Linked DNA regions of Mus musculus: all the other regions are linked to region 2. The links are chromatin contacts, called in public Hi-C, HiCAR-type and HiChIP or PLAC-seq maps. All regions are on one chromosome and are shown on one strand. The core of a region is the stretch at or near the end of the contact, and the rest is flanking DNA. Distances in the headings are between cores, read along the strand shown.

The links. A called contact is a pair of places that touch in the nucleus more often than the background predicts. HiCAR-type assays count read pairs that join an accessible place to other places. HiChIP or PLAC-seq counts read pairs in DNA pulled down with a chosen protein or histone mark.
Region 1: an H3K4me3 HiChIP or PLAC-seq map of neural tube shows a contact between it and region 2, with 4 times the contacts expected there. The contact joins the promoter of Slc30a3 here to the promoter of Selenoi in region 2. A contact is called at or near these places in 1 of 39 promoter capture datasets (pre-B cells) and 3 of 115 datasets of contacts at active chromatin or transcription factors (embryonic forebrain, large pre-B cells and neural tube).
Region 3: an H3K4me3 HiChIP or PLAC-seq map of forebrain shows a contact between it and region 2, with 4 times the contacts expected there. The contact joins the promoter of Khk here to the promoter of Selenoi in region 2. A contact is called at or near these places in 2 of 115 datasets of contacts at active chromatin or transcription factors (forebrain and large pre-B cells).
Region 4: a contact with region 2 is called in a Hi-C map of muscle stem cells, with 5 times the contacts expected there. The contact joins the promoter of Ube3c here to the promoter of Selenoi in region 2. A contact is called at or near these places in 1 of 39 promoter capture datasets (pre-B cells) and 1 of 484 Hi-C or Micro-C datasets (muscle stem cells).
Region 5: a contact with region 2 is called in a HiCAR-type map of astrocytes, with 2.1 times the contacts expected there. The contact joins the promoter of Tmem214 here to the promoter of Selenoi in region 2.
Region 6: a FOXA1 HiChIP or PLAC-seq map of pancreatic cancer cells shows a contact between it and region 2. The contact joins the promoter of Eif2b4 here to the promoter of Selenoi in region 2. A contact is called at or near these places in 1 of 39 promoter capture datasets (pre-B cells), 1 of 484 Hi-C or Micro-C datasets (muscle stem cells) and 2 of 115 datasets of contacts at active chromatin or transcription factors (microglia and pancreatic cancer cells).
Region 7: a contact with region 2 is called in an H3K4me3 HiChIP or PLAC-seq map of forebrain, with 3 times the contacts expected there. The contact joins the promoter of Agbl5 here to the promoter of Selenoi in region 2. A contact is called at or near these places in 1 of 39 promoter capture datasets (cranial neural crest) and 2 of 115 datasets of contacts at active chromatin or transcription factors (forebrain and memory CD8 T cells).

Annotation. Positions count from the first base shown.
Region 1 is chr5:31,091,484-31,095,100 of GRCm38.p6, forward strand. Slc30a3 (solute carrier family 30 (zinc transporter), member 3) reads right to left here and starts at 2,044. Exons shown (of 8, transcript NM_011773.3): 1 at 1,780-2,044. The coding sequence starts at 1,874.
Region 2 is chr5:30,230,521-30,234,248 of GRCm38.p6, forward strand. Selenoi (selenoprotein I) reads left to right here and starts at 2,061. Exons shown (of 10, transcript NM_027652.3): 1 at 2,061-2,295. The coding sequence starts at 2,239.
Region 3 is chr5:30,919,918-30,923,602 of GRCm38.p6, forward strand. It overlaps Khk (ketohexokinase), which reads left to right and starts at 1,642. Exons shown (of 9, transcript NM_001310524.1): 1 at 1,642-2,090. The coding sequence starts at 1,999. Emilin1 (elastin microfibril interfacer 1) reads left to right here. Exons shown (of 8, transcript NM_133918.2): 6 at 14-31; 7 at 163-300; 8 at 698-1,358. The coding sequence ends at 1,035.
Region 4 is chr5:29,567,520-29,570,988 of GRCm38.p6, forward strand. Ube3c (ubiquitin protein ligase E3C) reads left to right here and starts at 1,723. Exons shown (of 23, transcript NM_133907.3): 1 at 1,723-2,061. The coding sequence starts at 1,996.
Region 5 is chr5:30,867,493-30,870,941 of GRCm38.p6, forward strand. It overlaps Tmem214 (transmembrane protein 214), which reads left to right and starts at 2,087. Exons shown (of 17, transcript NM_144525.4): 1 at 2,087-2,326; 2 at 3,097-3,296. The coding sequence starts at 2,176.
Region 6 is chr5:31,191,534-31,195,098 of GRCm38.p6, forward strand. It overlaps Eif2b4 (eukaryotic translation initiation factor 2B, subunit 4 delta), which reads right to left and starts at 1,606. Exons shown (of 13, transcript NM_010122.2): 1 at 1,460-1,606; 2 at 1,049-1,092; 3 at 620-755; 4 at 8-214. The coding sequence starts at 1,490. Snx17 (sorting nexin 17) reads left to right here and starts at 1,771. Exons shown (of 15, transcript NM_153680.2): 1 at 1,771-1,932; 2 at 2,336-2,410; 3 at 3,263-3,380. The coding sequence starts at 1,870.
Region 7 is chr5:30,886,958-30,890,381 of GRCm38.p6, forward strand. Agbl5 (ATP/GTP binding protein-like 5) reads left to right here and starts at 1,977. Exons shown (of 16, transcript NM_001374737.1): 1 at 1,977-2,567; 2 at 3,163-3,423. The coding sequence starts at 3,209. Gm35795 (a long non-coding RNA gene) reads right to left here and starts at 1,998. Exons shown (of 2, transcript XR_376844.2): 1 at 1,890-1,998; 2 at 1-1,037. It overlaps n-TYgta9 (a tRNA gene), which reads left to right and starts at 1,126; the gene lies at 1,126-1,214. n-TAagc15 (a tRNA gene) reads left to right here and starts at 1,558; the gene lies at 1,558-1,630.

The DNA.
Region 1 (3,617 bases), core at 794-3,293, 860 kb after region 2:
GGACATAACTGTATAACACGACTTCTACCAGGGAGAAGCTGGGGTGGGGTGGGGCTGGGGGTCTGAACAAATTACTGTAGGGCACAGGGGAGGGAGGAACCTAATATAATGGGGATGAACAGGGAGGGCATCCAAGGAAGACAGAAGCCCTAGAAGCCACTCCTGACAGGTGGGATTGTGATGTCAAGGTTTGCAGCTTGGCGTTTAAGCAGGGTACTGGGTGAAGGGCTGAAGCAAAGGGCTCAAAGGATGGAAAGAACAGAACCCCTCATTGGCAGAGCAAATATCTTCACGTTGAAATGACCTTGATGGTGGATTGGGAGAAAGAGGACATAGAAGTGTCTAGACGCTCTGCCAGGCACTATCATAGGAGGGTCAGGTAAACAGGCCGAGCCTCTGAAAACCCTGCAGGGTTTGGTGACTAATGGTCATATGAAGGTGGAAATGGCCCAGGAGATCAGGATGCAGTGTCAGGAGGCATGCTGGGCAGTCTGGGGGCTGTGGTAAGTCACCTTCCTTGGGCTTGTAAGGTGAAACACAGCAAGCCATCAATGTAGCCGCCCATCAACAGGCTGCCTCCTTTTGTTCGGCATCAAGTGGGCACTAAAGGGCCTCTCTGCTGGGGTGTGGAGGTGTGACTATGTTTTGTCCAGGGCTAGCGGCCGTTTCTTTCCCTAGCTTTCTGAAATTCCCCGACAAACAAGAAAACGATATCTAGCGTGGGGGAAACAGTGAGGCCTGGGGTATCCCTTGGGCGAGTAAGAGAGGTTGATGCCAAGTCAAAGGCTATGGGAATAGATGCCTGGGACACAGCTGGAGCCCCACAAGCTGCCCACAACTATAGTCGCCTGCAGCCCTTCTCTGCTCCCCCATTCCCCACCCACTCAGGTTTAAGGCCCCCTCCCAAGGAAATAATCGGTGACACAGAAGACCACATCAGAGACAAAAGGAGAAGACTGGGGAGGGAGAATAGAAAGAATGGAAGAACAGAAGGGAGGGGAAAAAAAGCCTGAGACCCTGTCAAATCTCAGAGACAAACAGACAGTCTCCTTCAAGACAAAATGGCCAGAGGAGGTGGCCAGGGAGGGCCTGTCGCGGTGGCCACCCGGAGATGGCAGGGCAGACGGAGCCAGCGACGAGCGGCGGGCGGCGAGCGGCGGGAGGCCCGCGGGGTGCGGGGGAGGTTCTGCTGCCGCCCCCGGCCCGCTGTCCCGGCCGCTCCGCGCCTCATCTCACACCTCGCCGCCCCCGGCCCCGTCTGTGCGGAGCCGGGAATACCCCCCGCCGCCCATCCCGCACCTGCTCCTTCCTCGCCGCCCCCTCGCTCCTTGCGGCTGCCCGCTGAGCCCGGGCGGATCCCCAGGGCCGGGGCCCACAACTGGCCGCTGCTGGATGGGGCGCCCTGAAACCGGGGTGCGGAGAGAAGGGTCCGGGGCCTAAAGCTGGGATTCCAATGCCCGGAGGCGAGGCGCACGGAGCAATGCGGACATCGCCGCACCTGGCCCGCTCGGTCCGACGGAGCGGCGGAGGCGGCGCAGGGGTTAGGAGGCTGAGGGTGCCGCGGCAGGGGACTTGCTTTGCCCGGCCAGGAGAACATGGGGTATCGCGGCAGAGGCGGGGAGTGGGGCTGTCTGCGGCCGGCAGATCTGCGTCGCGAAGTTGGGGGGCCGCGGGGAGCTGGGGAGGCGGGCCGGACCCGCGCCAAGGGAGACAACGAAATGGACCGATGGCATCAGTCTGGCGCCCCCCGGGCTGAGGGCCAGCCCAGGTCTGTCCTACCTCTTCAATCGCAGGCCGCCGCCAGCGCTGCTGCGGTCTCGGGCACTCACTAGGCGGGTGGTCTCCGAGCCTCCGGTGGCCAGAGAAGGCTCCATGTCCCCGCTGCCCAGACCGTCTAGGCCGCACAGAGGGGGAGAGGCGGGGCAGGCCTTGCGCCAAATCCGAGCGGTCCAAGGACCACTCGGACTCCCCGCTGGGCCACCAGTGTGGAGGGAACTGCGGCGACTGTGGCGCTCGGAGTCCGAACTGCAGAGCCCGCGGCCCCGGGAGCCCCGCCCCAAGCGGGGCGAGCTCCCCAAACCCCGCCTCCAGGCTCCCCAGTCTCTATCTCCCACGCCTAAGACCCGCCTCCAGGACCCGCCCCCAAATCCAAAGTCCATTTCCCCCGCGCCAAATTGTGAGATGGGGTGGGGTGGAGGTTATAGTGGTGGTGAACCGGCACAGCGCCCTCTCCCCAAGTCCCCCCCCACCAGTTCCCAGACTGGCTCTTCACACCTAGGAACCCCTCTGACATCAAACTTTTTGAAGGTACACTGCCCTATGCATGCTGGTTTAGTGACGTTGCCCCACCGCCCAATCATTCTGTGGCTCTGGCCCCCACGCGGAGGTAGAAACAGGTGCCAAATCGATCTGGAGAAAAACAGAGAGAATCTGGGGTGAGCAGTGATACATTCCCAAACAACTCTAAGGACTCCAGCCAGCAATCCCACTGCGGAGGCTCTGGAATAGGAATGCATGAGCAAAATCTGCTGCCAAGCACTGTACCGCTAATTATCATGTGTGTGCGTGCGTGCGTGTGTGTGTGTGTGTGTGTGTGTGTGTGTGTGTGTGTGTGTGTGTGTGCGTGTTTCAGGGACTTTGGGTAACAAAAACCTTCCTGATGTCCTTCAACCCATATATTATCCTTACTTTCCAGACGAGTAAGCTAAGTCCCAGAAGCATACAATGCCACGTGACCTGGAGCAAATGTCCCATCCTTTCCCCCACCTGGGTCCGATTAGCGCCGGGCTAGCAGTTGAAGCGCCTGGGTTACCTAACCTTCTCATAAGGAGGTTTGGGCGGCGGGAGGTGCTCTGTCACCTCTCGAGGGTCCACGATCACTGTTTATCGAGGGACGCTGCTTGTTCGATTTGTCAGCAGGTAACTCCTTCCTTACCTACTTAACTGTAACGCGGTGCTCGTTTGGGGAAAGACAACGGCCCAGAGAAAGGACTCACTTACAAGCCGTCGGTGGCCAAGGCTGAAGTCGAAACTTTAAATGCTCAGTGCTCTCTACTCCTCGCACCTGCCGCCACTGTAGGATGAAAGGGGAGGAGAATTGGATTGTACACTTTCAGCTGTGACAGTCTGTGAAGAGGAGGGGCCGTGGGAGGAGGGGAGAGAGCAAGGACGGAAAGAGCGCTTTGGGGGGTGGGGGTAGTGAGTCCAGGCAAAAAAACCACCAACCGCATCCTTTGGAACACACCGAGCTTTCTGAATTTAAGGCCCTGGGATTGAATACCTGCCCTCAGCATGGTCGTTCCAAACAAGGAGATTGTGTGTGCATTTCCAAAAGGCAAACCAAACAAAACACAAATGAGAAAGTCAAAGACACCGCGAGCGCGCCACACACAGTGTCTGGAAATGATGGGGTTAAGGCGGGAGAGCTTCGCGGAGGAGGTGAGGCTTAAAACGGGCAGGCTGTTCCGGCCGGGGAGAGTGCGACTAGGTTCGCGCCAGATTTGCGGGGCGGCGTGCGCAAAGGGATGGTATTGAGCGGAGAAGCAGAGCAGAAAATCCAGCCTGCACGTCCTAGGCGCCGGCCTACGCCCACGCGCGCCTGGGGCCACTGTCTGCCT
Region 2 (3,728 bases), core at 811-3,310:
AAATTTAAAGCTGTGGGGCTGGAGAGATGGCTCAGTAGTTAAGAGTGCTGACTGCTATGCAGAGAGGACCAGGGTTCCTCCTGAGCACCCACGTCCTGAAGCTCACAACCGCCTCTAACTCCAGCTCCAGGGACACGAGATGGCCCCGGTCTCCTCAGGCACCTATACTTACGTGCACATACTCACACACATAATTAAAGGTAACAAGAGTCCTTTAAAACATTCAAAATTGTTCTTTAAAAAAATATTTCCTAGATTGCCTTTGGGGCAGGAGGATCATGAGTTTAAGTCAACATTGGCTACAGTGATTCTTCTTACACCTCAGCTCTCCAGAAAGCTGGGATTGTAGGGGTCCACAGCCACACTCAGCTCTGGTAGGGTGGTAATGGGGAAGGGACTGGTAAGGGTGGGTGGGACTGGGAAGAGAGGAGGGAGGGGGGTTGTGAGCCGATGTAAAGTGGATAATAAATGTGTAGCTCATGTACTGTTATTAGTTTGCAGTTGTGTAAGTTTTTAAAAAATTACTTTTTATTTTACACGTATGGGTGTGTGTTTGCCTGCATCCTGTGCATGCAGTGTCCTTGAAGGCCACAGGAGGGCATCAGATTCGCTGGAACTGGAGCTACAGATGGGTGTGAGCCACCTCTGGGAGTTGAACTCAGGATCTCCAGAAGAGCAGTCATTACTCTTAACGGCTGAGCCATCTCTCCAGCCCTATCCTGTCACTTTTAAATGTTTTTCCACAAGTAGTTAAAGTATTTTAAGTATGGTTTGTATTTCAGATGGAATGGTGCAAGGCTCATATTAAAAAAAAATTGATGACAAGATTCTTTTTGTCATATTTATATTGACTAGAAAAACTACATAGCAAAGATTTTATGTTGGTTTAATGGACACTTTATATGCATCATCTCATTAAGAACTGTACATTTTAGAGGTGGGTGTGGTGGCTCACACTTGATATTGATAATATTGTCATGAATCTGAGGTTAGTCTGGGCTGAATAGTGAGTTCCAGGCTAGCTAGGAGCTGGTATGGGATCCTGTCTCAAAAAAGCCGGAAACTGTGCTTAGCATATCTTAGGTCCTGACAGCAATTTGTTAAGTGAATGACTCCAAGGAACTTAAGTGGAGATTTCAAATTAATTGCCCTCATTCCAGGGAACAAGGGAACTATTAGACTCACTGATAATCTGTTTCTAATAGGGCTATATTTCTAATTGGGCTAACCATTTCCAACCAAATAAGTGCTTCTGGATAGGCATTGTAATTTGAATTTCTTGCTGGTACTGGAGAATACACAACTCCGGACTGTGTGCTAAGGGAAATGGGGCAAATGCCTCTCATCTCAAAGTTAATGGGTTGGCGATGATGTATGCAAAATTCTCTGCACGTAAGGCACGCAATAAAAAGTAGCAATTATTAAACATTTCCTATTATTAGACACATATTAACCACTGGTGACGTGTTCTTTCTACAATGCACTGGGCCCTAGTTGTAAAATCACTCCTTGTAAACACAGGGCCCCGTCGAGATTGAGAGATCAATGGTTTTATGGGGGAATCGAGGAGACTTAAGCAATTGGAATTCGCACCGGCTGAACCAGTGGAATTTGACGAGGCAGTCCAAGGTTCACAAGCATCATGGATCAGAAGGGACTGATTTTCAAGTCCCTTTGGATTACTCGATGTTTCCCGTTCGCCCGACATCATCATTTCAGGATCCCGAAGCTCCAGGCGCTCACAGCCCGCTGTGGCACACACCTGCCTCCGCCCTTCCCCTCGAACGCCCCCGTACACACTCACCCGGGCCACAAGATTATGCGAGCATCCCACACAATCACTCGGGGTTCCTATAGCAGAGACAAGAGCAAAGGCTGCTGGGAAGTTGACCTTTCACTCCTCCTCTTACTTCAGTTCACCTATTTTGACTCTGGCAAATGAAGCGACGAAGACGGTAGGAGGGGCGGGACTTGGCGATGGCCATCCCGTGCCGATTGGATTGAGGCGGTGCTGGGGGCGGGCCGTGTAAGGGGCGGTGTCCCTACCCGCGGGAGCCGCGGGGCTGCGCTTGCGCACTGGGTGCGCTACGCGTGCGCGGTGGGCGGAGCGCGCCTCTACCTTCTTTACCAGCCCAGGCTTTCCTAGCTCTGCACAACGCCGTGTGCTGCTCCTGTTTCATTGCCCTGTCGCGCAGTGTCGCTGCCGCTGCGGAGTGGGCGTTCAGTTTTCGGGTCGTCATGGCTGGCTACGAATACGTGAGCCCAGAGCAGCTGTCGGGCTTTGACAAGTACAAGGTAGAGAAGGCGAGCAGGCGGTCGCCCATCTCCCCCGCGCCCGGGCCGCGCCCTGGCCGGCGAGGGGCCGGCGCGGTCCGTGTCACCTTGCGCCTGCCGCGTGGCGCGCCGGCGGGCGTTGTTGAAGGGGATTCTGGGGGCGGGAGGTCGCGGTCGGGAAGCTTGGGAGCATCCTAGGCCGGCCGCCCGGTCTTGGCACCCCGCGGGAGACTGCCTTTTCCTTAGAGAGTGGGGTGAAGAAATTCCTTTCTCTCCTTTTCCTTATTAATTGTCACTGCGGCGGGTTTTCAGCCTTTCCCAGAGAGGGTGTTGTTCCCTTCTTTTGGTCGTCGTTTGAATGAGCTTCTCACATGCCTCTCAGTGCTTACAACTTCAGAGATCTGGATGGTCTTTTAGCGGATGCTAAGGGAGGGAAGTGACTTTTTCAGGCCTTAATGCAGATGCACTCCACCCTACCCCTGGAAAAGGGCTTTCACTGAGGCTCGTAGCGCTGGCACTGCAGGTTAAGACGTTGTGCACTAGAAGAAACTGTATAGTGCAAAGAGCGCGCGGGCTTTGGAGTACATAGAAACGCGATGCCAAAGTCAAGTTTCTTCTTTTGGCTTTGGACGAGTCGTTGAAACCCTACTCAGCCTCTCTTTTAGGCTCTTTAGCCTAAGTGTGAGTTTCTCTTGTGCTTAGTATATTGGAAAGGGTTGAAAAGAGTCTGGCACGGCATGAACCCCCAAGAAATGCTGGTGGTTCCAGCATTCTGGGGTTGCAAAATACAGATTTAGTAGTCCCCCCAGGGAACTACTGGCCATCCAGGTGTCTTAATGTGAAATAATGAGGTTTGGTGTTTCATCTTTGGTAAGCCTTTCTTGAGGGCAATCTGTTCCTTTATGAAATTAGTGTGTGCCGAATAGAATGTCCAAATGATGAGGCTAGTCCTGTGGGTAGTAGTCATCCAGGAAACATTTGTGCAATGAATTAATATTTTGGGGGGAAAAATCTTCATTTTGTTTAACTGAAATAGAAAAAAAAAAACCCAGGGGCTTTAGAAGGCCCTAGGATATTCTTCTTTGAAGCAGTGTTGGACCATACTATTCTGAATTAAGGTGGTGACTTACCTTAAAACTGTAACTGGGAAGGAAGAAATTGCAGAGCTTTCTTAGTGGCTTGGGTCAGAAGGCTGTTAACCCAGATACCTCCTGTGTGTGTTTGCATCACCCTCTTGGTTATCTGTGCTGCACTGCAAAGATTGGCAGCCAAAATATTTTCTTCGAAAATGAGTCTTGACTTTTAGAGCAAGTTTTTATAAAGTGGCAGCTTTATTCAGTGAGCCTAGTTTTCCTCACCGTCTTCTCTAGGTTTATAGTCCCAGCTAGATAAAAGTCTTATTTTATCGGACATCTCGGTGTGGTTTTCTGTGGCTGTCCCTTCCTTATCTGACT
Region 3 (3,685 bases), core at 392-2,891, 690 kb after region 2:
TTTCTTCCAACAGGTCCTCAAGGGGAGCAGGGTAAGTCGTTAGACTCTGGAAGGGGCCAGGAGCTTGGGCCTGGAAGACTATAGTCCTCAGGCAGCCTGGGCAGCAGGGATGGGGACTGGAGTTTATTTATGAGCATCCATGCTAACACTATCTCTATTCAGGAGCGGAGGGAGCACCAGCAGCCCCTGTGCCTAGGGTAGCATTTTCAGCTGCCCTGAGTTTGCCACGGTCAGAACCTGGCACAGTCCCCTTCGACAGAGTCTTGCTCAATGATGGAGGCTACTATGACCCAGAGACAGGTAACTAAAAGGCCGACGGGTGGCCTAGTGAGGTAACGGGTGAAGCTGAGCAGTACTAATGCCTCCTTCACACCTCTGCAGACAAGTACAGCTTTTCACTTGTAATTACAAAGACCTCTATTCTTTCCATGCACTCACACCACAGTTAGGCAAAGAGAGAGTGGGGGAGGGGAGGAGACATCCACACCACACGGATCTTTACTGGGACAGACTCCAGCACACACTCTGCAGCAACTGCTGGAGATGCAGCAGGGGATTCCTACAGTGTACAGTTAGTGGAATAGCAGGGAAAGGACGGGTGGGCCACTCCACAGCCAGGAGTGCTGTACCCACTCTCCGAGAGACCTTCCTTGTCCCAGCCAGCGTCTCCCCTCCTGACTGTCATCCTTGTCTCCAGGTGTATTCACTGCACCACTGGCTGGACGCTATTTGCTGAGCGCTGTACTTACTGGGCACCGGCATGAGAAAGTGGAAGCAGTATTGTCACGCTCCAACCTGGGCGTGGCCCGCATAGACTCGGGAGGCTATGAACCCGAGGGACTGGAGAATAAGCCTGTGGCCGAAAGTCAGCCCAGCCCAGGCGCTCTGGGCGTCTTCAGCCTCATTCTGCCACTGCAGGTCGGAGACACTGTCTGCATCGACCTGGTCATGGGGCAGCTGGCACACTCCGAGGAGCCGCTCACCATCTTCAGCGGAGCCCTGCTCTACGAGGACACAGAGCTTGAACAGGTGTAGACAGGGTGGACCCGACCACCAAACTTATCTACAGGGGCCGCAGAGCCACCTGGATGGTGGCTACCCACCAAGGCAAGGGCAAGTCTGGCGACCACGTCCCGCTGCGGTTCAGGCATCCAAATCGGTCACTCCGTACGTTGTGACTGCGTGGTCTATGGGACCGAGGCATCTCCTCTTGACCTTTGGCCTCATTGCCGTCCCCACCAGAGCCCTCTCCGGGACCCAAGCTGCGGAAGAGGAACCTACCCTCCAGGGCTCTCCCCAGTCCACACCACCGTACTAAACTATTCAGGAATAAAGACACTTTTTTTTTTTCTACAAAACATAGCTATTCTGCTCTAGTACATGTTTGGGGGTAGTTAAGGGACAGGACAGGAGGAAACAGAGTTCTACGGAGGGAACCTAGGCTGGTGATCTTTGGGTGTGCTCCCTACTAAGGGCACCTGCGGACTCAGGGTCACGGCCACCGGTCCCCACAGCGGCCGCTAGGGGGCGCTAGGCCAGAACCACTGCGAAGGCTGGCAGCGTTCCCCGTCACGTGACACCGTTAATCTGGCGCGGGGGGGGGGGGCGGGGCCTCGGCCGGGTGGGCCACCTTGGCGGGGCGAGGGAGAGAACGCTTGCTTCTGTGCTCCGCCTGCGAAGGCGAAGTTTCTGTTGCCAGACTGTGCTAGTCCGGGTGGTCCAGGGTCTGCAGCAGGCGCAGAGGGATCGGAAAGGCGATGCATTACTAGTGCGCTTTCGCTTTGACAGCTGAGGCGGAAAAGTGAGAGGGCCTGCCATTGGCCGGGCTAGGTAACCCACCCTTGCAAAGCAGAAAGCTCCCTGCGGGAGGAGTTCTGCACGCAGAGGAGGAGCCAAGGTAGCCAGTGAGAAGTTGGGACACGGTCCTCCAGTAGATAAGAGGCAGAGCCCAGCAGGAACCCCCTCTGCTTGCGGGTAGGAAGCTTGGGGAGCAGCCTCATGGAAGAGAAGCAGATCCTGTGCGTGGGGCTGGTGGTGCTGGACATCATCAATGTGGTGGACAAATACCCAGAGGAAGACACGGATCGCAGGTAGGGGCGCCCAAGCCCCTCGGAGATCCCAGGGCCGCTGTGGTCCTGTCTTTTTGCGTGTCACTGCTAATCGGCTGCTAAACCAGGGATAGCCCTCTGTCTCCATGTGGTGAGGCCTGAGTTCAGCTTGGCGTTCTCTGTCCCGGGTCCCTAAGGGGTACTCTGTGAGAATGAAGACATGAGACTGGAGACCTTTAAAACCAAGACCCAGGGGGTGTGTTGTTTTGTTTTCGGAGTCTTGCTTTGTAGCCCAAGCTGGCCTAAACTCCTTTAGCCTCCAGAATTAACAAGAGTGCAAACGTATGCCTGAATCAAAACCCAGGCTTTCACTAGTGTGTTGTTGGCTGTTTACCATTTCAATCTGCCGATCATCAAAATCCTCAGTTTACAGAGAGGGCTGTAATGATTTTTTTCCCTCCTGAGCCCTCACACACCTGATAAGGTGCCAGACAAATTTTCCTCACCCCAAACCCCCAGGTCTCCCAACTCCTAGCCTATGCACTTCTAATTTACCGCTTACAGCTAAAATAAAACACCAGGTCGCTAGCAGTGAGTGGTATGTGATGTTAAACTACTCACATTTAAAAGCCTGGCCCTGGCGTTTGAGCCTTGCCTAGCTCAAGGACTGGCCGGCAGTGTAAGCAAAGCTGGAGGCTCTCTGGGTCAGACAGGGAGAAACTTGGCTCCTGAGCCACAGCAGGCTTTCTCCTGGAGCTAAGTGCCAAGAGGGGTCTTTACAAAGGTGGGTAAACATCTTAGTGGATGTTCTCAGAACATTCTCAATTGTCTGGTAGAAGTTAAAGTGTCCTTTGATGGCTCTTATCTTTGCTCTTGATAAAGGCCACTCCAATGTGCTGCTGTGCCGTGAAGGCATTCTGTGGGGTGGCGCACCGGCTTTCTCTTGGCGTGGTCTAGCACCCTGAACAATGAATGTTGTATCTTGGATATTAGTTAAAAGGAAGTTCAAGGTTGACCCCTGGCAAGACACTAGCACGCTGACAGCATTGAACTCACAGGGTCGGGGTCGGGGTCGCGGTTGGGGTGGGGGACTGGGTGCTCTTTGGGCTTTGGGTCCACAGAGTACTGTTGCAGGCTCCCTGGGAACTGTGAAAGACCCTTTCCTTAGCTGAGGAAGCAGGAGATTTGGAGGAGTGGAGTAGCACTTATCAAGCCACATTCGTAGCAAGCATCAGAGCATGATCATAGCTCATGTATGTCCCCACGTTTAGTGGGTGGCTCTACCTCCCGCCCTGATGTATTCCGTGTCGGTTGCTGCCCATCTTGGGGGGTTTACCCTTTGCTTTCAGTTACTCTTTTTGAGGTTAGAGCCCTTGCCAGGAGCACAGAGACAGTGGTACAGGAGCACAGGGTATGTCTGTGTGTGTGTGTGTGTGTCTGTCTCTCTCTCTCTTAAAAGATTCATTTATTTTATTATTTTTATGTGTATGAGTGTGTGTGTGTACCACATGCAGCCCTGATGCTTGAAGACGTCAGAAGAGGGCATGGGATCCCCTGGAACTAGAGTTACAGATGTTGTGAGCCACGATGTGGGTGTGGGAGTTGAATCTGGGTCCTTGGCAAGAGCAACAAGTGCT
Region 4 (3,469 bases), core at 473-2,972, 660 kb before region 2:
ATGTGCTTCCCATCAAGCCTGACGACTGAACTCACACTCTTGAATACACTTGGTAGTGGAGAACAGACTCTTATAAATTATCCTCTGACATTCAAATATGTGTACATACACACACACACACACACACACACACACACACAGAGCCAGTGAGAGAGAGAGAGAGAGAGAGACAGAGAGAGAGAGAGAGAGAGAGAGAGAGAGAGAGAGAACTGGTAAAATGATAGAACAGATGAAAAGTACCAGTTGCTTGCTACCAAGTCTTATGACCTGAGTTTGATTCCTGGTACCCATATAGTGGAAAGAGAGACAAGTTGTACTCTGACCTCCACATGCACATCATGGCATGCACCCTACCCCATAAACACTAAGTAAACTAAAATGTACATTTTTTTAATTAAAAAGAGGACTGGCTTGTATGGTGGTACAGATCTTTAATCCTAACACTAACAGGCAGTGGATAGAGGATCACTGTGAGGTCCAGGCCAGCTAGGGCTATACAGTGAGACCTTATTTCAAAAACAAAAAATTAAACTGTGCTGGAGACATGGCTCATAAGTTAAGAGCACTTGTTGCAGAAGAACTGGTTTCAGTTCCAGATCCTACATGGCAATTCCAGTTCCAAGAGATCCAATGCACTGTCTTGTACCAAGCACACACACATAATTCACAGACACGTAATATACATGCAGGTCAAATATTCATACATATAAATAAATCTTTTGAAGAAGAAACAAAAACAAAGCAAAACAAGATGTCTTCTATCATGTGCACATGGTAATGCATGTGTATGTGATATATTTATGTATCTGTATATATACTTGTGTATACACAATATACATAACATATATGTATGTACACAGAGCATATACTATATAATACTGTGCATGTACATGACATATATGCATAATATATATTTTTTTTATGCATGCCATGGCATGTATTTGTGTTAAACTCTATGTATATGCATACTGTTTTATGCATATGTATATGTGTATATATGCATGCATACATGATATATATTTATGTTGGTTTGTATGACATATGTGTATGTATATATGTTGTATATGACATCGATTCATTTACATTACTTTGTGTATATTTATGTTTGTGCTTATGTATATGTAATAGCACGTTTTTATACATGTACATACATATATTAAACATGCATAAGTGTATAGATATATGATAGGGTATATTTGTGCATTATGTATTTATGATGCATTTATACATTTGGCATGCATTTATATATATATATATGAATATGTGAATATATATATGAATATAACTTTCATTTGTTGGTGTGCATTTGTGTATTTGTATGGTGTGTGTTCACGAATACCTTTGTTCGTATAACATATATTATTCGTCTCTGTCTGTCATGGTGTAGAGTCTCTGCATTAGTAACCTGTTCCCCCACATCTAGCTGGAGGGTGAAAGCGGCCTCTTATGCAGGGCTTCCGGTCTCCAGCAGTGCGCGCGACCCGGTCGGCGTCAATGGGCGGCGGGCGGCGGAAATCGTCTGGTGGCATGACGCACGCGCGGAAGGATGTTGCACCCGCGGAGCCGCGCACGCAGGCAAGTCCAAGGGCTGCCGGGAGGAGCACCGTATTATCGATGGCGGCCCTGGCGTCGGTGCCCGCGCTCGCGGGGGCTGCCGGGAGGAGCGCCGCGCCGTCGATGACCGCGCACGTTCACGGGACCGCGCGCGCAGTGCGGGCGGTCACCATCTTGGTACCTACGGCAGCGCGGTGCAGGCGCGAGTCGGGGCGTCCCTCGCTTGACGGTGGCGCGCTGTGGATAAATAAGCAGCGGGGACAGGCCGGCCTCCAGCGTCGCCGCGCTCGCGCCCGCGTGCAGGGCGGAGAGCGCTGAGCCTCGGGGGGGGCGGCGCGGGACAGCGAGGCCGCGACCCTGCCGGGCCCCGCCCAGCCCGCCGGGCCCGCCCCCGGCCGCTCCGCTGCCTGCCGGGCCGCGCAGATGGGATAAGCGGCGAAGATGTTCAGCTTCGAAGGCGACTTCAAGACAAGGCCCAAAGTGTCTCTCGGTGGCGCGAGCAGGAAGGTGAGGCGGTGCGGCCCGAGGTGTTAACCGAACCCGGGTCTGACAGCACCCAGGCGGCGCTGCTCCGCTGTAAGGTGTGGAGCGAGCTCCAGCCGGGTGCGGCTGCGGTGCAGTCCTGACAGGTTTGTGAGGAGGCTCCAGAGGAGCGCTGTCGAGCCGCGGACTGAGCGGCTGGGTCATTCATTGCGACCTCGCGGCCGCCTGCCCAAGGGCCGCAGTTTTGACCTGGAAGCACGTGCACTGGCAGTCTGGCTGGGGGCGTTACACAGTTAGCTGTCCAGCAGGGCGAGGCAGGTGCCCCCGCCCCCATTCCGCCCTTTAAGAACTCTTTACAAGCTATAAACTTGACATACCCGCTCCTCACAAAGCTTGGAGTGAGTGCCTTGCCCTCAAGAACAGCTTAGGGAAGAGTCCCTCGTGCCTGTGAAGTGGGAGGGGGCAGGTAGGACAAGGTCTTTGTAATCTGCATCGCGCTTTAGCTTGCCCCACTCGGAGCAATACAGAGTTTTGCCTGCCTGAGGCCTGAGGCCCCGGTCGCTTTTGGACCTTTGCTTGGTGATGGTTTTGACACTGGTCGGCTTTTTGGGGCTGTCTGAAGGATGAAGGCAATCGGCCGTGATGCTCTAGGCCGAGCCCGGAATCCAGACAGGATCCCTAGAGTTGTTAAAAGGATTTTTTTTTCCCATTAGGCGAAATTTTAAAGCTTTATTTTAAAAATTTATACATATGAGTGTTTGCCTGCATGTATGTAATGTGCACCACAGGCTTGCTTAGTTCCCGCAGAGGTCAGAAGAGGGCTTCCGATCTCCTGGAACTGGAGTTAAGGACACTTGTGAGTTGACATGTGGGTAGTAGGAAGAAAACCCAGACCCTCAGTAAAAGCAATAAGTGACCTTAACTGCTTAGCCATCTCCCTAGCCCTTTAATGTAAAATTTTTTGTCTTTTTTTTTCCCCCAAATTATTGTACGTTTGAGAGCAGTGTTGCTGAGCCTTTGCTCCAGCTTCATTTTATAAAGGATTTTTATCTGGACACACATTTGTAAATGGTCACTCCTGAAAACGAATGTCCCATCCTACCCATAATTGTTCTTCACCAAGCAAACTGCTTTTCTGACCAGTTTCTACAGGTCACTTTTAACGTTGAGCTTCGTGCAAACGAGGTCAGATGAAGCTTGGTCAGCCTCTGTGCCTTGCTTCTTGAGCTAGGTGCTTTCTTTGATAGATTCTTCCATCCCACTGTGTCCCTGTTAGTTCAGGACCTGAAAAAACCATAATTAACCCATCCTGGTTTTCATGGGTGCTTTGGTGGATGTTGCTTACACTGTGTTCTGCTGGTGCACACTGCCCGTTACTTCCCGAGTTGATGTGCCCACTACCCTACAGCCAGCAGTCTGAGGGCACCACTGA
Region 5 (3,449 bases), core at 837-3,336, 640 kb after region 2:
AATGGTGACCTCTTTAATTTGGGGAGTTTGGTTTATACAACAAAGGCCAGTGTATGTGAGGATGGAGCCAGATCTTGGGGTTCAGCATTTACCAGGCATATATAAACAGCACAAACCCAACAGAGACAGGAGTCAGATACATTCCCTTGTCATCCACACAACTCCACCCTCTTGAAGTGTGTTTGTCAAAGAGACATAATAGCCAAGGCGTGGAAACCCAGCAAAGATCAAGAATGCTGAAGTGGATGTGAACCTGTTGGGATTGTCTAGACCAGTGGTTCTCAGCCTTTCACAGGGGTAACCAAAGACCACTGGAAAATACAGAAATTTACATTAAAATTTATAACAGTAGCAAAATTACAGTTATGAAGTAGCAACGAAAGTAATTTTATGGTTGGGGGTAACTCCAACATAAGAACTGTATTGAAGGGCTGCAGCATTAGGAAAGTTGAGAACCACTGAAGTAGACCACACGTGCGTGGCAAGGCTTGGTGAAGGTGGTAGAAACTTTGGTTAGGATTTAGACTTTTTTAAAATTTTTATTATTTTATTTATGTATCTGTGAGTCTTTGTGTGTGGGTATGTGCACAGAAGAGGCCATCAGCTGGAGCTATAGTGGGGAAGCCAGTTTTGTTTCTCTTCCCAACATAGGCCCTCTTCTGTGATGATACCTGTGACAGCAGGGATTGGACAAAGGACCATGTGGTGTCTGAGTAGAGGGAAACAGCATCTGAAAAAGGAACTGACTGCTGATCAGCACAGATACCTTCCTTGCCAAATACATTCCATCTCAGAACCCCTAAGACAGGCAGCTATGGCTGGGCCTAAAGGGGATGGAGGACACCAGAAGGCTGCAAGGGTTGGTCATCCCTCACCTGCCTTCTTTCTCTGTGACCCATCCTTCACACAGGCCTGGGTGCTGTTTTTTAAGGGTCATGTCACCTTTTCCCTCTCCAGTTTCTAGAGTCTAGAGAATAAACTCCAGATTTGGCGGTCATGATCCTTTTCCAATTGTATGAAGTCATGTCGAACTACTTTCAGTTTTGTTATATAGTCTACCACTCTAGACCTTTGCCTAAATTAATAAAGCCATACGATTGAAGCAGTCTCTCCACAAGCCATGATCCCCAACCAATGAAAATTCTCCCTTCCTGGGAGTCATCTCAACTGCCACCTGTTTCAGAAACCACTTCCCTCCCTCTCCTAGGGCTTCAAGCATCCTTCAGCTGAATAATTTACCCTGTAAGAAAAGTGGACCACTCCTTGTCAGTGATGGTTTATGTCTTTAATCCCAGCACTCAGGAGGCAGAGGCAGTCAGATCTCTTGAGTTCAAGGCCAGCCTGGTTACAGGGAGAGTACCAGGACAGCCAGCTCTACACAAAGAAACCCTGTCTAAAAAAAAGTAACCAAGGAGGTTTGGGGGGGATAATGTGTACAGCAGTGCGGGAGCATGAGTTCCACACAAGCACACTAAGCAACATATTTCCTTAAATGTGATATTTTCATTGCTGTTTTATCATTCATCATGCTCCCTAGCTGGGATCATTCAAGTTTTGTAGGCCGTCTAGGGTCGGGACCTTGCTGTGTGATTCTTTCAGTCTAGGGCTGAACATCTGGAACATGGCATGAGCCAGAGCCTGTCCTTTCCTGGCTGCCTCCAAAGGGATCATGGCCTGGCTGCCCCAGACTTTTCTCGCCCTGCCATTGAGCTACTCTACTAAGTTTTCTCAGTCTTTCTGCCGCTCTACTTTTCTCCCCCAAGTCTGCATCGTCCCACTCCTCGGCAATTAAGTTTGTTGGCCGCCAAATACGAAGTTTAATTGCTAACAGACTACTACTTTCTAAGAAGTAAGAACACATTTATTCCTCAAATTCTCCCGAGGTGAGAACTATTTTCATTCCATCCTTCAGGAGCATTGCAAAGATAAGAAAAAAGGGAACAGTCCCATTTCCATGCGGGTCAGAGGCGAGCCCGCCCGCAGGTGCAGGGTAGGGATTTTTGCGCCCCAGGGGCGGAACCTGGCCGCCGCCATCACTCCCCAGGCGCTCGGCGCGGCGCCGTGGCGCGAACGGACTACGAATCCCAGGGTGCCTTGCGGCGGCGGAGGCAGCAGACGTGGCACCGCGCGGAGGTTGTCCGGGGCCGAAAGCCGGGAGGTGGTGGAGCTGAAGTCATGGCGGCCAGATCAGCGGGTAGCGGTGGCTGGGAGGTGGTGAAGAGGGGCCGGCGACCTGGAGCAAGCAGCGGTGGGCGAGGCGGCGGCGGTGGCAGTGACCGCCGGGCGCTCGGGGAGGCAAATGGAGTGTTGAAATACGACCTGAGCTGTGAGTATCCGCCGCCGCCCACCTGGGCCTGTGGGGCAGGGGCACGGCGGACAGCTGCGGGAGCCGGGAGCCGATCCTCGGGAGCCCGGCCACGGTGACTCAGGGACAGCACGAGGAGAGGTGGTCATCTCCGCTGCATAGGTCGGAAGCGGAGGTCCAGAGAAGCCGATTTTCGAGTCTGAGGAGACTGGAATTCCGATCTCTATCTGTCCAAGCCTTTGCACACAACCCTCTCAGCTGCCCCGGCCCTCACTGGCCAGGTGTCTGAGCCACGGAGCAGAGGCATCTGGGATCCTACATGGAGCCCCTTCTTATATAACCAGCAGGTGTGAGAGGAGTGGATGAGAAGGCCAGCACTGGGATGAATAGCCCGACATATTCTCCAACCAGGAGTTAATTTCAGTGTCACCTGTCCCCACAATCTCCAGAGAGGGAGAAAAATTTTGCCACTTGTTGAGTATATAGAGTTGTCATCTCAGAACTAAGAAGAATTGGGGGTGGAGGCCGTGCTGGAAAAAGTGTGGTCTAGTTCCCATATACTTTAATTGTTTAATAAAGAACTGGGAGGGCCTGGGACCTGACTGTGGTGGTTGAAATCAGCCACCCGGAGGGCTCTTTCCTGTTTTTCTAAGCTGCTTCCAAGGAAGAGAGGGCTTGGGCCAGAATCTCCCTCTAAATGACTTAGGTGCCTCTACAAAGAAGAGACCACTGTACAGTGGGATCTGGGGTCTTAAGGGTGGCCTGCTGTTTTCTACCTGTCTTCATTCCAGCACCAATCCAGACTACAAGCACTCTTTATGAGCGTGGCTTTGAGAAAATCATGAAACGGCAGAATAAAGAGCAAGTTCCACCCCCTGCTGCAGAGTCTAAGAAACCGATAAACAAGAAGCAACCAAAGAAGGTGACAGCTGTTCCTAGCCAAAACCAGAAACAGGGCCCATTCCGACGCCTGGAGGACGCACTGAAAGCGGTAAGTGTGCCTAGGCTTGGGGACTGAGAAAATGGGGACTTGGGACACTCAGGGGTGTTCCAGACAATATGGAGATGTGGAAGGAAAGAATGCGTGCACTTAGAATAGAAAGAATGTTGGTATTTGTCAGAAACATAGGTGAGCAGGAAGATG
Region 6 (3,565 bases), core at 356-2,855, 960 kb after region 2:
GAGATACCTGAGGTGGTTTCTCCAGCAGTGCTGGGGCAGGCCTGAGGAGGGACGCCTCCTTGTTCCCCTTTTCTTGCCTGTTTCAGGGCCCGCTCTGCCTCCTGCTTGGCTCTCCTTTCGGCGCGAAGTTCTGCCTTACTCCGGCCAGCTGGAAGTTTCTCCCCAGCAGTACCTCCCAGCTGACTACCAGGTCCTGGGAGTTCTCTGATTGGGTCTATGAAATACAGAGGGAAGAGGTGCCTGGGCTCTAGGACGGTGATCTCTTTGCCCCAACCAAAGTTTCCCTTTTATCTATTTTTTTTCCCTTTCTTGACTGAGGCTGGAATTCATCAGAGATCCACCTGTCTTTGCTTTGGCCTTAGTTTCCCTTTTACCTTATCTAAGTTTTTTTTTTTTTCCTTTTTTGACTGAGGCTGGAATTCATCAGAGATCCACCTGCCTTTGCTTTGGCCTTAGTGCTGGGGTTAAAGGTGTGCTGTAAGCCACCACCAGCCAGCACCATCAGGCTCTGCCTTCCAAGTAACCGCTTTTGTACTTGCTCAAACCAACTTTGTTCTATCTCCCTTTGCAAATCCCTCATCCAGCATCCTACCCCCGGCCGTTTAAAGCGTCCCCGCACCTTGCCGTTGAGCTGCAGACACAGCAGAGCCAATTTCTTGGTCTGCCCCCTTTTCCTCCTTCCGTTTCTTCTTCTGCTGTTTCTTTTCTTTTCGAAGCTGAAGCTTCTCTTCTTGGGTCAACTCCCGCCCTGCTGCCTGAGACACAGACACGGGAACTGCTCTACCCCAGGCCATTCCAAAGGTTTATCAAGATGCTTACTAGATTCCCCCAAGGTTAAGTTCCTAACACTCTCTGACTTCTGTTACAAGTCTACGTAAGTAAGGAGAGAAACTTCTTCAGTCATAGTCACACACCGTTAAGCTCTGTAAAATCTCCCAGTTCTACTAAGAGATGAACTGAAAAGGATGGGAGATGGGGCCAAATGAAGGTGACACAGCTTTCTGTGTAGCTCTTGACAGGCGACTTAGGAGGTCTCTCCCTCACTTACCCCGGGCCGAGGAGAAAGTTCAGTCTTCATCTCGGATCTCGATTCTGCATCAGAAAACAGGGCACAGAGTGAGCCAGACAGGCTCCGGGAGGACTTGGGGAGACTCGTCGGCGCAGCTGGCTGCTGGGTTGGCATGACCACAGCTCGGCTGCCGGGCGCGAGGCGCTCTGGGATCCGCGTGGGGACGCACTGCGCGGCAGGATCAAAGGACAGGCGTGGGAGGAAAAGGGTCAGTCACCCTTCTGGGAACAGCCGGCAAGCAGCACCCTGCTGCGCCCTAGATCTTGTAAACCAGAGTCCCGCGACGTGCAGAAACCCGGCGGCAAGGCCCAAAGGCGCTCCGGACCCCGCATCAGCGATCCAGTGTTCATCTGCTCTTCTACCACTTGGTGCATCTAGCCCTTCACTCACCTTCGCGAACAGCCACCGCCACCGCAGCCATGACTGTGGGTCCTAGGCTCCTCCCGCCGAGGTCACTCACACTACAGCGCCACCTGGGCTGCTGGCTCCCCTGATGCCTCCCGCGGAGTCAGTCCCCAGCGGACTACAACTTCCGGCGTGCACTGGGTCCCGCCCAGGACTACGGGTCGCGGTGAGGACCAAAGGATGTTGGGTTCCCAATTAGGAGCGTCTCCGGCGCTCGACTACAGCTCCCAGCATGCCGAGGTTGCTGCTCGCAGAGCCGTCATCCTACAGCCTTCCCACCTCGGAGTTCAGGCCCACCAAAATGGCGAGCTGGGCTGCGGAGACGCGCTGAGTGGCAGAGGCAAGCGAGCAGAGGCGCTGCGAACCTGGTAGTACGGAGCTCTGCCTTAGGGAACATGCACTTTTCCATTCCTGAAACGGAGTCCCGCAGTGGGGACAGCGGCGGCTCCGCCTACGTGGTGAGGAGGTGCTAGAAGCTGGGCCAGGGCGGGGATAACGGGCCGGAGCTCTCGGAGCGGCCTCCAGCCTTCGAACCTCACTGGAAGCCATCTCATGTCTCAGTTTCGTACTTAAGCCACCCCAAGCTCCAATAGGTTCTTCTTTCCCCGGCCAGGCCGCGACTGCTCTGGCGGTGGGCACTATTGTCATCTCCGGGAGGGATACTGCCGCACAAGCGCCCGAGTGTCCTCGGGACTGGGCCTTCTGCTTGAAACCCGGCCCTGGGGGAAAAACAGGCTAAATCCCGGGAAGTCTCGGAGCGTTGCGCAGACGGATATGTCAGGCAACTTCCGGACAGGTTTCTGGGGCAAGAGGTGGTTTGCACGTCGATCCTGAGATGTTTGCCTGCTTTTGTGTCCTCAGGCCTATAACATTCACGTGAATGGAGTCCTGCACTGTCGGGTGCGCTACAGCCAGCTTCTGGGGCTGCACGAGCAGGTGGGACTAACAACCCTGTCTAGATGCAGCTTCAAGCCCTTCCATACCCACGGACATTAATCCCCTTTCATTACATCACCCTATAATCACTGCTACAGTGGAAGGTGGACTTTGTTAGCGTGACATTTCCGGAAACTCTCTGAGCGGCTTGTCTCTCACAGTTCCTGTACTTCCCTATACTCACACATCCTTCCTTCTCTGAGCTGTCTCCTTTTTCATCCTTTGCCCCTGCATGGAAAAACTGAACCCTGTTAGTCAAAGCACATTCCTTCTGGCACCTAAACTATAACTTGGGAATTCATTCCCCGGATTAATACAAACCATTCGCTGCTTTCCTTGTGTGTTCTTGGTCCCATCAGTGTATAAGATGTCCAAATGTTTCCCCCCTCACCAGATAGTGAGCTCTGTATAGATAGTGAATCTCTAGAGAGCCCTGTTTCTACTAGATGTCAGTCCTGAGCAAGTTAATTTCTTCCCGCCTCAGTTTCTCCAGATAAAAAGTAGATTCTTGGATCAGCAAAGTCCCTTCAACACACTTGAGTATGCTATGACTTTATTATCTGTGCACATAAGTGTTCCCTATAAATGTTCTCTACTGAGCAGTCTTGCTATGTAAATCAAAGGGCTCCTGGACCCAGGACCCCATGAAAAATCACCCTATAATGTCTTCACATGAACACATACAAGAATTTATACCTAAGATCTTTGGGGGTCCTGACTCTGCCAAAGTCATCTTTTGTCACACGTCTTTTAAAGAGTTGTTAGAAGAACCCAGGAGGACTTGGGTGAGTCTTAGTTGTCACCACTCAGTTCCTGTGTTATGTGAAGAATTGTATCTCTTTCTCGCCATAGCTTCGGAAGGAGTATGGGGCCAACGTGGTTCCTGCATTCCCCCCAAAGAAGCTGTTCTCTTTGACCCCTGCAGAGGTGGAGCAGAGGAGAGAGCAGTTGGAGAAGTACATGCAAGCTGGTGAGTGCACGGGTAAACTCTAGGCTGCTGTGAGCGCACGGGGAGAGATTGAAGTCAGGTGGCTCTGTCAAACGCCCCATCTTAATGGTTAGATTTAGGAAGTCTCTGGTCTGATGTTACTTAACCAGCAAAGCGAATAGCCATCACGGACTTTAAACTTTCCATATTAGTAAAGAAATGTGGAA
Region 7 (3,424 bases), core at 727-3,226, 660 kb after region 2:
AGGTCACTAAAACGCTCACTTGGACTTTCCCTGATCAGTGTAGGTGGAAGACCCCTTTGGGAATACTTGGTGCTGTAGACTTGAGAAACAAAGGGATAAGTATGTTATATGAACCTCAAATTTTAAAGGCTTCACAAAAATAAAACAAGGGAGAGACAGATAGTGGGGTAGGGGGTTGTAATGAGGAAAAGAAGGAGAGGAGGAGAAAGAGAGAAATATGAACTGCTTCAAATGCTAAGGGCATGCCTTGAGAACTATAGGCAGATGAGTTTTGGTCACGGTAGCAACACGCTCCCCCCCGCCCCCCCCATCAGAATGAAATCTAAGTAAGATTTCAAACCACCTCTCTACCTAGCTGGGTGTTTCAGAACTGCGACTGGGGGAGGGTTCCTGGACCCAACCACTCCGCCAGTCAGAGCAGACTGCACAGAGGACCTGGGCGTTGAGTTTGTTCCTTTGTTTAAAAAAATGGGTGAGCTTTCTGTGAGCCAATAGAGGGCTGGCCCTGTGAGGAAGAGCAACAAATACGTGAGCCAGATAAGGGGTCAACCCATCACGGCAGAGAAGACACTTGGTTGGCAGTGAAGCCCAGGTGGGGCGGAAACCTTTCCCAGACCTCGACCATAAAAGCGAGGTTATAAGCGACTAGGGCAGGACCTGGGACTGCACCCAGCCAGTGGGCTCGGAGAGTAGGAGTCCGGGCCGCCGCTGCATCCCAGCGTCCAGGGCATAGGGGTCCCTCGCTCCCGTGGCTCGGTCTTCCCTTCTGGCCTGGGTCTCGGTGAATGGACCCCGACACTTCAGCTGACGGAGCGAATGTCTTTCGCATCATCAGAACAACATGCTTTATATACTTTCATCACGCCGAAAACCAAAGGAAACCTGGAGCAGAAGCAGCATTCGTAGTCCCAAACACCGAAACTAATGTCTGCTTAGCGAGAGGAAGGCCGCCCCAGCTTTAGCCTCAATCCGGCTCACGGCGAGCTCCTGCCGCAGGGTGCGAGCCTGCAAGCCCGCCTTTCTTCTGGCCCGGGATCCTTTAGTTTACGCAGAAACACATTAGGGAAAAAAAAAAAATCTTGGTAAGCATTAGAGGGAAAACTGCAGCAGCCCGACGCAGCGGGGCCTTCGATAGCTCAGTTGGTAGAGCGGAGGACTGTAGTCAGTACAATATGGTAATCCTTAGGTCGCTGGTTCGATTCCGGCTCGAAGGACTTCGTGCACTACTTTTAGTTTACCTACACCCTAGGTCAATTGCTCCGTGGGGGAAACGCTTACTTGAGGATAGGCAGTGTATTTTCCTGGCTACGTTGAAAACCCCTTGAGTACATATAGCAGTTAAGTAGTCGAAGTACAACGTACCTTGTTCGCATATTAGGTGTTAAAGCTATAGTGACATGTACTTCAAGAAAAGTCCTTATTGCTTATGTATGTATTACATGGCTCTGTTTCAAAATCTTGCTGAGGGCTCCATCCTACTTTATATTGTGAACTACATTAGAAAACTGAGTCTCAGGAAACCTTGTAAAGGTTACAGGAAGGTACAGCACTACAGCTGGGGGATTAGCTCAAATGGTAGAGCGCTCGCTTAGCATGCGAGAGGTAGCGGGATCGATGCCCGCATCCTCCACTTCCTTTTACACACCATCAGGCTCATGATCTGTTGTGTCCACGTTTCGTTACACAGTAGAGCTAGGAGCACGGTAAACAAAGATCGGCTTCACATGCTATTTTCTTATTCACAGGTAAGTCTTTTCCTGTTTCCTGCTCACTGCTCTGTCTTTCCCGCCTCGGGGAGGCGGGCCGTTAACCGCCTACAGAGAAGACGCCTAGTGAGCCGCACACGGCGGTGGCCCGCGGAAGCCCCCAAACGGCCCCCTCACAGGTACCTGCCAACGTGCACGGAACCCTGCGTGGCGACCAATGGCAGTGCGCTTTACTGGGCGGGTAGCCAGCTGCAGCTGCGGCCAATAGGCAAGAGACTTCTTGTTTCCTGGCAGAGTGGGGTCCCGGCACCGCGGCTCTCTGGTTTTGTGTGGGTCCCGGGTGGAGGGCCCGGGTGCCGGGGCCCGAGGTGCCGCCTCGCTAGCGGGAGAGGGAGCGGGAGCAGCGGCCCGGAGAGAGGTGAGGGGCTTCGCGTGGACTGCGGCCCCGCCGGCAGGCCCCGCCCCCTTCTCAGCCCGCTCTGCCGGAGCCCCCGTCGAATGCCACCCCGCCCCCCGGCCTGCCGCGGCCGGCCCGCCGACCCCGCCTTTGGTTGACTCCCTCTGCTCCTGTGGCCTCACCTCTGACCCCTAGGACCCGCCTTCCTGTCCGCCAGTGTACCTGTCTCGACCCCTCCCACGCTTCCAAACCCCACCCTGCCCTGGACAAGCCAGGCAGCGCGAGGGTCCTCGCGAATCGAGGAGCTGCCTGCTGCTTCCAAGCGGGACTCTACTGGCCCAGCCTTCCTAGGGGTGCTTAGGACGCCCGTTACCCACACCTTCGAGGGTAGCTTTTGCACGGGCTCGTGTCTACAGGGCGGGAGGATGGAAACAGACCCTAATTGGAACTGAGGTTCAGGGCAGGTGAGCAAGTGGCTTTGGCCGGGCATAGGCTACGTTTTCATAATAGGCGTAGTAGAGGAAGGGGGTGGTAGCAACGCTCTTCAAGGTCTCCGAGAAACGAGTATAATTACAGTCGGTGCTTGTGAAGACAAAAGAGGTAAAGAAAGGAAGCTACCATTTACACTTAGAAACTTGGTTCTTCTTGCTCCGGGCTGTCCAGTACAAAGCCAATATAGGAAATTTTAATATGGCCTCTCCCTCATAGAGTCAGTGGCAACCACCCGACCTCGAGTCTCTGCCTCTTAGGTTGTTAAAAAGCTTGAGAATCTAGCGTTTTCCAACTCAACTAAGGAAGCTAGTGAGCATTCGATTGGGGAACGGTGGTGATGTAGTAAAATAGGGTGTTTTTAGGTCGCTCATACTCCTTGGGTGTCCAGGGACAGAGTTGTGCTTTCTCTTGATCTTACTGAAAGGCTACTTCCAGGTTTTCTATGAATAAGAGCGTTTTGCTTCATAGAGTAGAAAAGACATTTCTCATTTATCCAGACATACCAAACACATTGTTTCATTTTCTGCCCTTCCTCCCTATCCCAACTTTGATTTTTTTTCCCCCCAGCTCTCAGGGCCTGTGTGGGGCAAGAGGATGCTTTCCCAGCCCCACCATGGAGCTGCGCTGTGGGGGATTGCTGTTCAGTTCTCGCTTTGATTCAGGGAACCTAGCCCATGTGGAAAAGGTGGAGACTGTGTCTAGTGATGGGGAAGGCGTAGGAGGGGTGGCAACAGCCCCCGCTAGTGGGTCTGCTGCTTCCCCTGACTACGAGTTCAACGTGTGGACCCGGCCTGACTGTGCTGAAACGGAATATGAAAATGGCAACAGG